Linked DNA regions of Mus musculus: region 1 is linked to region 2. A link is a contact called in public HiChIP or PLAC-seq data. All regions are on one chromosome and are shown on one strand. Each heading gives the region's core, a stretch centred on a gene start, on an enhancer-like site or on the middle of the called end of the contact. The rest is flanking DNA. Distances are from core to core; before and after follow the strand shown. Region 1 overlaps Rbms1 (RNA binding motif, single stranded interacting protein 1). Region 2 overlaps Itgb6 (integrin beta 6).

Region 1 (4,725 bases), core at 388-2,887, 240 kb after region 2:
CTCTAAAATCCTGGAATTCCAGCACATACCTTCTAATACCTGAAGTGGAGACTAGCATGGGTGGAGGGGTATTAGACACGGGCATGGGCTCCATTAGGGTTGCTCTGTCTGTGCTCTTCTCAAGCTTGAAGGCCAATAGTACAAAAGGCCAGAAATTTACATCTTCCACTACCACTAAGGATATTTTCCCTCTACCCAGTGTACTGTGTGATCGACCTTTGCTGGCAAGAAGGTAAGAACTTAAAATGGCGCGACCAGTCCTAAAACTCCATTAAAATGAAAAAGGAGAGGAAAAAAAAAAGAGGGGTGAGTAAGATCTGGGTAAGCCTCTACAGTTTAGTAAAAGCTTTGAATCACTAATTTTCCCCCTAAAATACTCAGTAATGCATTTACTGTAAAGTTAAGTGAACAGATGCTGAGTGTCTGGGGATGGTGGGAGGAGCTGCACACCATGGCCTCCTGGCCTCTTGCCTAGACTGCCAACCTGCCTGTTGACAGTGGAGTGAAGCTGCACTGGATCTGCTGCCAAAGAAGCAGCCCTGCCTAGGGTGACAGCAGAGAGGATGAGGAGAAAGGGCAGCAGAGGAGGAAAATGCCAATTCATTGCCATCCCTGTACACGGTCTCTGCGATGCTTTGGAATCTCTGCTTCTTGCTCTATCTTTCCCACAAGACTCCTGGATCCCAACACACACACACACACACACACACACACACTAGGGAATTACGTAAAAATGTACAGGGCAAAATAAGGTGTCGAGAAAGAAAACAAGGAAACAGAAGTCATTCCCCATCCTGGGTCTCTGAGTTTCAGCTGGGTCCTGGAATCACAGTGGCCCTGAAGCTTCTGCCGGCTCAGCACCAATGCAGACTCTCCCGAAGCCCTTTCCTGCAGACACTCACTCGCAGGTCTCTAGGAGATGAGTTTAGCTCTGCCAGGGCTCAGGCTAATGAGGGTTCCAAGGAACTTTCTTACATCAGCTTTAAGTGAAGAGTCCCTGTTTTTCTTTAGAGTCAATTCTGACTCACTTGCTCAGGAACCTGTCATTCTCCACCACACATATATGTTTCCTGTCTCTGTTACCTCTAGGCTTATAGATTACTAGTGTGTGACAGTGCATTTTTCTACCACTGAGAAGACACAGTAAACCCTATGAGGAGCTCCTCAGATTTCTACAAGTTTCTAAATCACCCACAGAGCCCTGGATGTCCCCATCATGTTGGGAATACATAACACAGAGACAATTGTTTTCATGTTTGAGATTTTGATTATGACCAGCCACACTTAAGAAATAGTAAAAGAGGAGAGAGCAGAGCTGAGTGCAGACTGCCCCTGAAATTCAGAGGTCCTGGTGTTATGCCTGGTCCTGTCCACGGTCCCTAAGATGCATTTGCATACTTGGGGTACTTTGGGCTCTGTGTCTATGTCCTTTACAAAGCAGCTACCACTGTCCCTAATTCCCCACAGACTCTGCCTCCTGACTCTCTTCAGATGACACTTGAGAGACAACAGGAAAAGGCTTCTCCTGTCCTAAAACTTCACCCTCCCTGGACACACCCTCCAGATCCTGAGCCAAGCTGAGCTGAGCATTTTCTATTTCCTTGCTCTGACATCGTTCAGACCTGAGAGTTTCCACAGCTTCCCCCGAACTGGCATGCCACGAGTTCAATGTCCAATTCTCTAGGTTACAACTCTACGTGCTTCCCTAGGTCAAAACAAACAAAACCGGCTCCCTTGAAAAATCCAGTGACCTCATTTTGGGCAGAAAGTGCAGAGCACCTAAGGTGTATTTCCTGACACTTAGTGCTGCCAAACAGGGACAGACAGAAGCTTGCTGAGACAGTGACTACTAAGTATGCCTAACTTCACATGTTGGGTGCGGTTTTTGAAAACTGGGCCTGACTAAATTCCTGTTTTAAATACAGTAAAGAAAAAAAATTTTTTTGAAAGAAACTGAATAGAATCAGCAAATATTGTGCCCTTAAAATATGCACAAATCACACAAACCCAATGCTCATGGAGAGACGCCACGGCGCATATACATTTAGCAATCTGACTTGTACGAAGACACACACCCAATCAAAAGGTGAAGGAACAATTCAAGCAATCATAACACACAAGAAAGAGCCCTTTGTTCAAAGAAAGGACTAATTTAACTGATTTCCTTACAAATTAATGCCATCTGAGATTTGTTCTTTATTAACCAATCAGGAAAAAATAATTTTTTTTAAGTGAAGGCTAACAAAAGTGAAACACCTGTTTGTTAATGAAGCAGACACACAAGTTCCCGTTTAAGTATTCAAAAAGTTACATTGTAACACCTCTTTACATTCTAACACAGTAACTTTCAAATGAAAATTACAAATGGGCAAGAATCTCTTCCAACAATCTTCCCTACTAATGGTAGGAGTCATTTTCACTCCCCCACAAACAACCTGACTTCTCCAACACGGTGGCCCAGGAATCCCCTTTGCAGATAAAGACAGTGAATGCCTGGGTTTTTCCACTCTGCCCACACTACCACTCAGGTGTGGTGGATGAAAACCACATCAGGAGGGCTCAATTCTGACACAAGTTTCAGGTAGAACTTAAGAGACAAGAGGGAGGGGACCTGAAGGTGGGAAGACAGAGTTCTGCTGCCATTTGTAATGGTCTAACAAAGGCCTAGGAGAGAGCAGGGGAAAAGAGAGACTTCTAGAAGCTGGGAGAAGCTTCAGGCTAGAAGGATGGGAATGGGCTTGGCTGAAGCAGAGCGGTTCTGGAGCTCCTTGAAGGCTAGAGTTGGAAGATGCTTCTAGAATCATTTGTATGTTTGAGCCTTCTGTATGAAGATGAATCTTCTAACCTCCAAGTTAAAATTCAGCCACAAAGGGGAAAATGTCCTTACAACTACGTACAGTGTGTCACCAATATAATACTTCCATTATTGAAGCTCTTATGACTATGGATGTCATTTAGGCCCAATTGAGGAGTTCTGCCTCAAATAAATGAATGCTGTTAGTGATGAAATGTAATCCCCTAAGGCAGCCTAGGATTCTGACCCTGTCCCCCCACCCCCCAGTATCCTGGAATGAGATCTTCTTTATAGTCAAATGTCTAAACACAGGGACCCAAACACCATGACTGTTATAGATGAACAGAGGGGAAACTCTGGGCACAGGGAGACACCGTGAGAGCAAGAGTTTCAACGCCAATGTTAGGTAAGAGCAAAGAGCAAGGGGAAAGCCTGCTCCAGCACTCTGGGCTCCTGGGAGGAAGCATGGCTCTGTCAGTGCCCTCATCTGTCTAGCCTCAGAACAGGGCGTAAGCATCTACTAGGCTGAAATGGGCCTAGTAGATGACACACCTCACAGTGGTCCAGCCCACTACTGCACGGTGTTTCCCTGCTGTTTGTTTCTATAGCAGTAAAACAGCTATGTCACTAAAAACACGTTCAAAGAAAATGTTTTACTCCAAGTAGCCTTTTGTGTTTTACAATGTTCTCACCATTTCAGTATTATGACCAAATAAGAAAAAAAAAAAAAAGGTGACCAAAGTCAGGCTGATAAGATGGCTCAGTGTGTCAAGCGTTTGCTACAGGAACATCCTAACACCCACACTCAACAAAGTAAGTCAGGAGGAGGAAGAAGGGAAGGTCCCGCGTCGTCTGTCCACATCAGTGAGCTCCAAGTTCTCTGGGGATTCTATCTCAAAAATAAGACAGAGGTTGATAGAGGACACCTGACCTGAACTTCTGGCCTCTATATGCACAGCCACACATACATGCACACACACAGGGAGAAGGGAGAGAAAGAGAATGCTCACACACACCATGGATGACATAAACACAAGAATGCCTCCCCATGTATAACCAAAGTTATCTAAGATTGAACCCTAAATTCAAAACCTTCTGAGCAAGCTATGAATCACACCCACCTTCCTATGGTTTCACTTGCTGTTTATCTTACGCTGACTGTGCTCGCTCGCTCGCTCGCAGTGATCCTTGCTGTCTGCTTTGGCTTCGCTTTCTTTCTACTCCTTCTGTACACGCTAGGTAAAAGATTCCACAAAGACAGATCCACCCATGAGGAGTAGGCAGACTGTGGTACACAGAACCAACACGGCTCATGCTGGCTTTTGTATGTAAGTTTTACATCAGCCACCCCTAGATCATCCACAATTGCTTCCAAGTTGTCAAGTTGGTACCAGACAACTGTGGCCGAGACTGAGAGCTACAAAGCTTACACTCTTGTCAGCCCAGCATGAGATAAGCCATGAAATGCACCACTAATACCATAGTAAGCCTCTACTGATTATCCCTCTTGACCATCAATCCCAACTCTGCTGGGTACTGTTTCCTATCTTACTTCGTAGATTTAACTAGAGGACAATGATCAGGACCTTTCAGAATCTGAAACACTCTCTCCCTTGAATTTCTCTCAAGACTCTAGTTTTTCTACGTTGCTGTGATGGTTTCTGAGGCTGAGTCTTGCTTAGGCATCTATGGCTACCTACAACTCAAGAGTCCCCTCCATCTGATTTCCTAGTGCTAGTTACAGGTGTGCAGGAGCAGTGCCTGGCATTACACTGTTACTCTATAGAGTAGTCAGCTATGAGCACTGATAATACACTTAAAAACAAATACTACACGTGAGCAGTTGGTGTCTGCAGTATCTCTGATAACAACGCAGGGGAGTGGCCCCTCAGAGCACATGACCGGCATCCATGGTGGGCTCTTGGCACAGG
Region 2 (4,875 bases), core at 2,287-4,786:
CTATGGATGGTAAATTATTTGGGTAAAAACCAAGAATTAATTTTTAGGTATAAGTGATTTTGAAAACCCCAACTTCTTCCCCCTACTTCTTCAGGAGAGGGGAAACATCTACAAAAGGGGGAAAAAAAGCTCTAGGTTGTAATTTATTCTGAAAATTAGCAAGATGCATAAATGTGCATTTCCAGGTGTCCTGAGGCCGCCCTGTGTATCTCTGCACACAAGAATGCCTTGGCAGAAGTTTGGAAAACCTGTCCTGAAACATTGAAAAAAAAAAAAAAAAGACTGTCACAGCAAAAACATAAAACATACCTTTCAGAACTTAGAAACCCTCTACTCTGTTGGCCTCTAGGAGCAACGGCTAGGTCACTGAAGGTGCCAGTCGGTGTCGTTGGCAACAAATTATCTACAGTACCTGTTCATGTCACCAAACCAGCACCTTCATATTAGACTCATGCAGTAGCAAGATGATAACCCCAGAGCTGGGGAATTTTACGTTTTTTCAGAGGGATAGATCTTTCTGGGATGCCACTGGAAAATAGCTCTGAGTATGTAATCACAAGAAGCTTTCCTCTAATACCATTTGGCTGGTATGGCTCCCAGTCTCTTAGAATCAAAATAGACTAATGGAATTTGGGCAAGGATAAACAGAATCAATGGAGCCTTCTATCTCTGAGTGCTTACGAATGGATGAAAGATGCCGTGTGACAGAGAACGCCAAGATAAAAGCTTTTCAGACAAACAGCATGCCGTCGAGGGTGTTACTGGTGAAGTAAGTGAGATCCGTGCAGGTTGTGAGTGGCATATCTGGTAAGTTTGGCAGATCACAGCATCTCTTCACAATATGCTGTAGCTTCCATCCCTGCACTGAGCGCATTCCTGGCACAGGGAGACTACTCCACCAATCCTGACTGGGGATTTTGTATTTACTTTCACTGTACATTTTAGAAGAGAAGGTTACTGGCTTCCGAGTATTTATTATTATTTATTATTATTAATTTTACATTTGCTGAAGTGTGAAAGAACTTGCCACTGGTGGAAGTTTCTAAGTAGAGTTCCTTGCGATTCCTTCATCTGCTTTGAAGAGCAGTGTTACTGTCTGACCTTCTTAACTGTCAGGTATATAGGTTGAGTGTATTCCCAATATTCTGCACATATTTTTAAAAAGAAAAAAAGAAATGTGTGTGTGTGGGTGGGTGGGGGGGATTGCTCATGTTAGTTAGCAATTCCTGCTGTTTTCGGTATTTTTACCAAGAATTTAGGAGCTGGAATATTGGGACGATGTCTATGCCATTAGATTAGGCTAGATAACAAACACTTCGGCCCTTCAGAAAGCATTTTTTTAAACAATTTTTTTTGTTTGTTTGTTTGCTTTTTTTACTAGAAAGGCAGTGTGGGGTTCTGCAGATACATCCTTCCTATGATTTGATGGTGGCTTTGCCATTGATTAGTTCTTGTCACCTACAGGCTGTGTCCTGCTTAAATCCAATAAAAACATAGATGTGGGTTTATATACACACACATGCACACACACACACACACACACACTGGAGTCAGAAAGTGAACCTTTGAATGAAAAGGGAGAAGAAATTAATTTTCTTTGGGATAAATGCTTTCATGTGTTTTTCAGAACTCTTGGATTTCTTCTAGCTTCCCTTCCTCCCTCTTCTCCTTCCTTCCTTTTCCCAAAAATAAGTTTTTTTTCCCTTTCTTTCTTTTTATTTTCTTCATTTAAAAAAAAATTGTCACATGACCTGCTTCTGATCCCACTTCAACCTCCCTCACTGGGGAAATGGTTCTCTTTTCTACGTTTCTGACACTGTGGTTTGGAAACATGACTTGCTTAGTTTTCTGTAAAGATAACGCCACTGTGTTTTGATGAGATGTCTGCTTTCATCCTGTGATAAGTAGGGTGTCTGGGCTTAGTCCACAGCCAGTTAACACTTCACTTGCAGACCATGTTTATACCATTTTAAACTGTGTTAATATTTGTCTTTCCTGTTGGAATAGGTTATAATTAAATACATGCATCAGAATAATGTTTAACATAGCATATTCTCCCCCCTTAAAAGATTTACTTTTAAACTATTTTCGTTATTTGTACATATGTGATTATGCACACAAGTGCAGGTACCAGCATAGGCTCTGATCCTCTGCAGCTGGAGTTACAGGCAGTTGATGCTGAAATGATGCTAGGAACTGAACTAAGAGCCTCTGGAGGAGTAGCATGTGGTCTTAGCCAGTAAGCCATCTCTTTAGCTCTTAAGACTTTATGCTATTATTTTTATTTATGTGTATTTGTCTGTATCAGTGAATGCCACTTGTGTTCTGGAGCCCATGATGGTCAGAGGAGCCCATGGAATAGGCGATATAGATGATAAAAGGTATCAAGAGCGCTGGAGCCAGATTCAGATCCTTCCAAGAACAGCATGTTAACCACAAAACCACCTTCCTAGCATCTGAAATATATTCTCTTCATTTGTTTTTTATTTTTGTTTTGTTCATTTTTGAGAGAGGAAAATGTGGGTCTTACTATGTAGAACTGTCTGGTCTAAAACTCACAGTCTGGACTGGAACTCAGAGGTCTGGTTACCTCTGCCTCCAAGTACTCAGACTAAAGAAACGCGCCACCGCACTTGGCTTCTGCAGTATATTCTTAAGGTATATTGTTTTTATATGTACAAAAGCATCTATTAAAATATTAATATGTACATTTAAAACTTTCCTTGAAACTTTAAAGAAATCCCAAGCTATTTTCTACTTTCATTCTTTTCATAGGCCTTTCCTCACATGTGTTCTTGCCTAGCATCACTTGACCTGGTACCGAATATACTAGATTAGTAGGCAGTTAGTAAGTGGCTAAGTATGACGTAATCATCTGGACTATAAACACCTGGGAGACTGAGACAGGAAGACTATGAATCTAAGGAGGGAAGGGAGGGGAGGGGAGGAAAGGGAGAGAGAGAGAGGGAGAGGGAGAGGGAGAGGGAGAGGGAGAGGGAGAGGGAGAGGGAGAGGGAGAGGGAGAGGGAGAGGGAGAGGGAGAGGGAGAGGGAGAGGGAGAGGGAGAGGGAGAGGGAGAGGGAGAGGGAGAGGGAGAGGGAGAGGGAGAGGGAGAGGGAGAGGGAGAGGGAGAGAATCTCAAATCTACTCAGTATCTATGTGTCTTCTCCTTGATTCTGTTCCCTTGGCAGTCTCTATTAGCTTATTTTTTCCAACATAAAAGATATAAGAATCAGGTCAGACCCAGCAACTTAATTTAGAAAAGGTCTGACAGACAATGAAATTCAGATCATAAGCAGTTTTGTGGTATCCCGGTGGCAAGTAGAGAGGCAACATTTCAACTTTTATCTGCTTAACTTGAGGGAATAGTGATATTTAAATATAATGTAAATGTAAGTTCAGTGGACAGAGCTCTGACTCCACGGGAATGTTAGAAACGGCAACAAATGCAGGAGACTGTCCAGTTATCCCAGTTCTAATGAGTCACCCGCTGAAGCCACCAGAAAATATTTACAGAACAACTGCTGAGCCCAGGAATGTGAAGAAGAAATGAAAGACCAAAGTCCCCAAACAGCTGCCACACAAGAGGCAGGAAGCCCGTAGGAGCCCATCACCTACCTCCACAGAGAAGGCCTTTGTGTCTCAGACAGGAGAAGTTGTCACACTGGCAGTAAGGTCCGTAGATGCTTCCGTACGGCGATAAGTGGCAGATGCACTGCCCACAATAGCAGTCACCCCTTCCACTGCATGAAGGGTGACCCGGGGACTCCTTGCAGGAATCCGTGCTCACCATATCCTCACCACACTCGCAGTGAGGACCCATGTGGCCGGGGTTGCAGGTACACACCCCACACTGGAAGGAGCCATTCCCATTGTGACACTTAGAGCTGTTAGTTTCTATTTCTCTCTGGCAGTCGCAGTCACATTCTGCACTGACGAGTATTTCTAGGGTGTCCCCCAGCCCCACTGGCTTTATGATGAGGTTCCTGCTTCTTTTCTCACAGTTGGATACGCTCACAGTCACATTGAAGGATGCCTGGTAAAGAAAATGCTGGTTATTGCTTCCTCTATCCAGCAACCTGCAGGATTTGAGATAAAGCTGGTGAGACTGGCTTCTCCAAGAAACCCAGCTTCAGCAAGCTGAGCTAGCTAGCCTGCAACCCATCAAATTGTTGTTTCTAAAGATCTACCAGGGATCTACTTACTGTGTCTCCAACTTTCATGTGGGAGCATTTCTTTTGGTGTGGGAAGAGGACACCATTGTTACAGAGAGCTGTGAAAGACAGGTTGAGTCCTTCTGTGTCCCCTAACACTTCCAGTTCCACCTCAGACCGCAGTTCCTTTAGTGTAGACAAGAAAGGGTTAAGGGAAATCATAAGTAAAAAGGAAATCCAGCCAGAAGAAGAAACTGCTTGATGCTAGGGAGATGATTTAGTGCGTAAAACTCTTGCTGTGGAAGGAGGGCCTGAGTTCTAATTCTCAGGACCCATGTAAAGAGGATCCCAGGACTTAAGTCTGTACTCTCCAACCTATGATGTGCTGCCAGGCAGAGACAAGAGAAGCCTGGCTTGCTTTCTGGCATACGTAGCAGCGAATTAACAAGAAATAAGAGACTCCCTATCTTAAACAAGGTGAAAGGTGAGAACCAACACCCATATGCATGCTTAGGTGTATGTGAGTGTGCTCGTGCATGTTCACGTGATATACGCATACGAGAACAAAATAAACAACTATAAATTCATAAAGCTAAATTGAACATAAAAATTCATCATTTCATCAATCAAGCAGGACTGTGATATATATTATATATGTGATATATACTGTATGTGTGTATATATATATCTAGATATATAGATATAGATATATACAGTGTGT

What was found. HiChIP or PLAC-seq counts read pairs in DNA pulled down with a chosen protein or histone mark.
Region 1: a contact with region 2 is called in a FOXA1 HiChIP or PLAC-seq map of pancreatic cancer cells. The contact joins two enhancer-like sites. A contact is called at or near these places in 2 of 115 datasets of contacts at active chromatin or transcription factors (the SCID.adh cell line and pancreatic cancer cells).

Annotation. Positions count from the first base shown.
Region 1 is chr2:60,863,559-60,868,283 of GRCm38.p6, forward strand. All of the region lies in intron 1 of Rbms1 (RNA binding motif, single stranded interacting protein 1), which reads right to left. Among named protein-coding and RNA genes, the nearest start is that of Rbms1, 16 kb to the right of the region's middle. Within about 2 kb of position 1,638, at least 90 of the 459 cell types and tissues checked have an H3K27ac peak or open chromatin away from gene starts, as enhancers often do. A contact at or near this core is called in the SCID.adh cell line and pancreatic cancer cells, where this site is marked.
Region 2 is chr2:60,624,130-60,629,004 of GRCm38.p6, forward strand. Itgb6 (integrin beta 6) reads right to left here. Exons shown (of 15, transcript NM_021359.3): 9 at 4,206-4,340; 10 at 3,619-4,036. Among named protein-coding and RNA genes, the nearest start is that of Itgb6, 47 kb to the right of the region's middle. Within about 2 kb of position 3,537, at least 32 of the 459 cell types and tissues checked have an H3K27ac peak or open chromatin away from gene starts, as enhancers often do. A contact at or near this core is called in the SCID.adh cell line and pancreatic cancer cells, where this site is marked.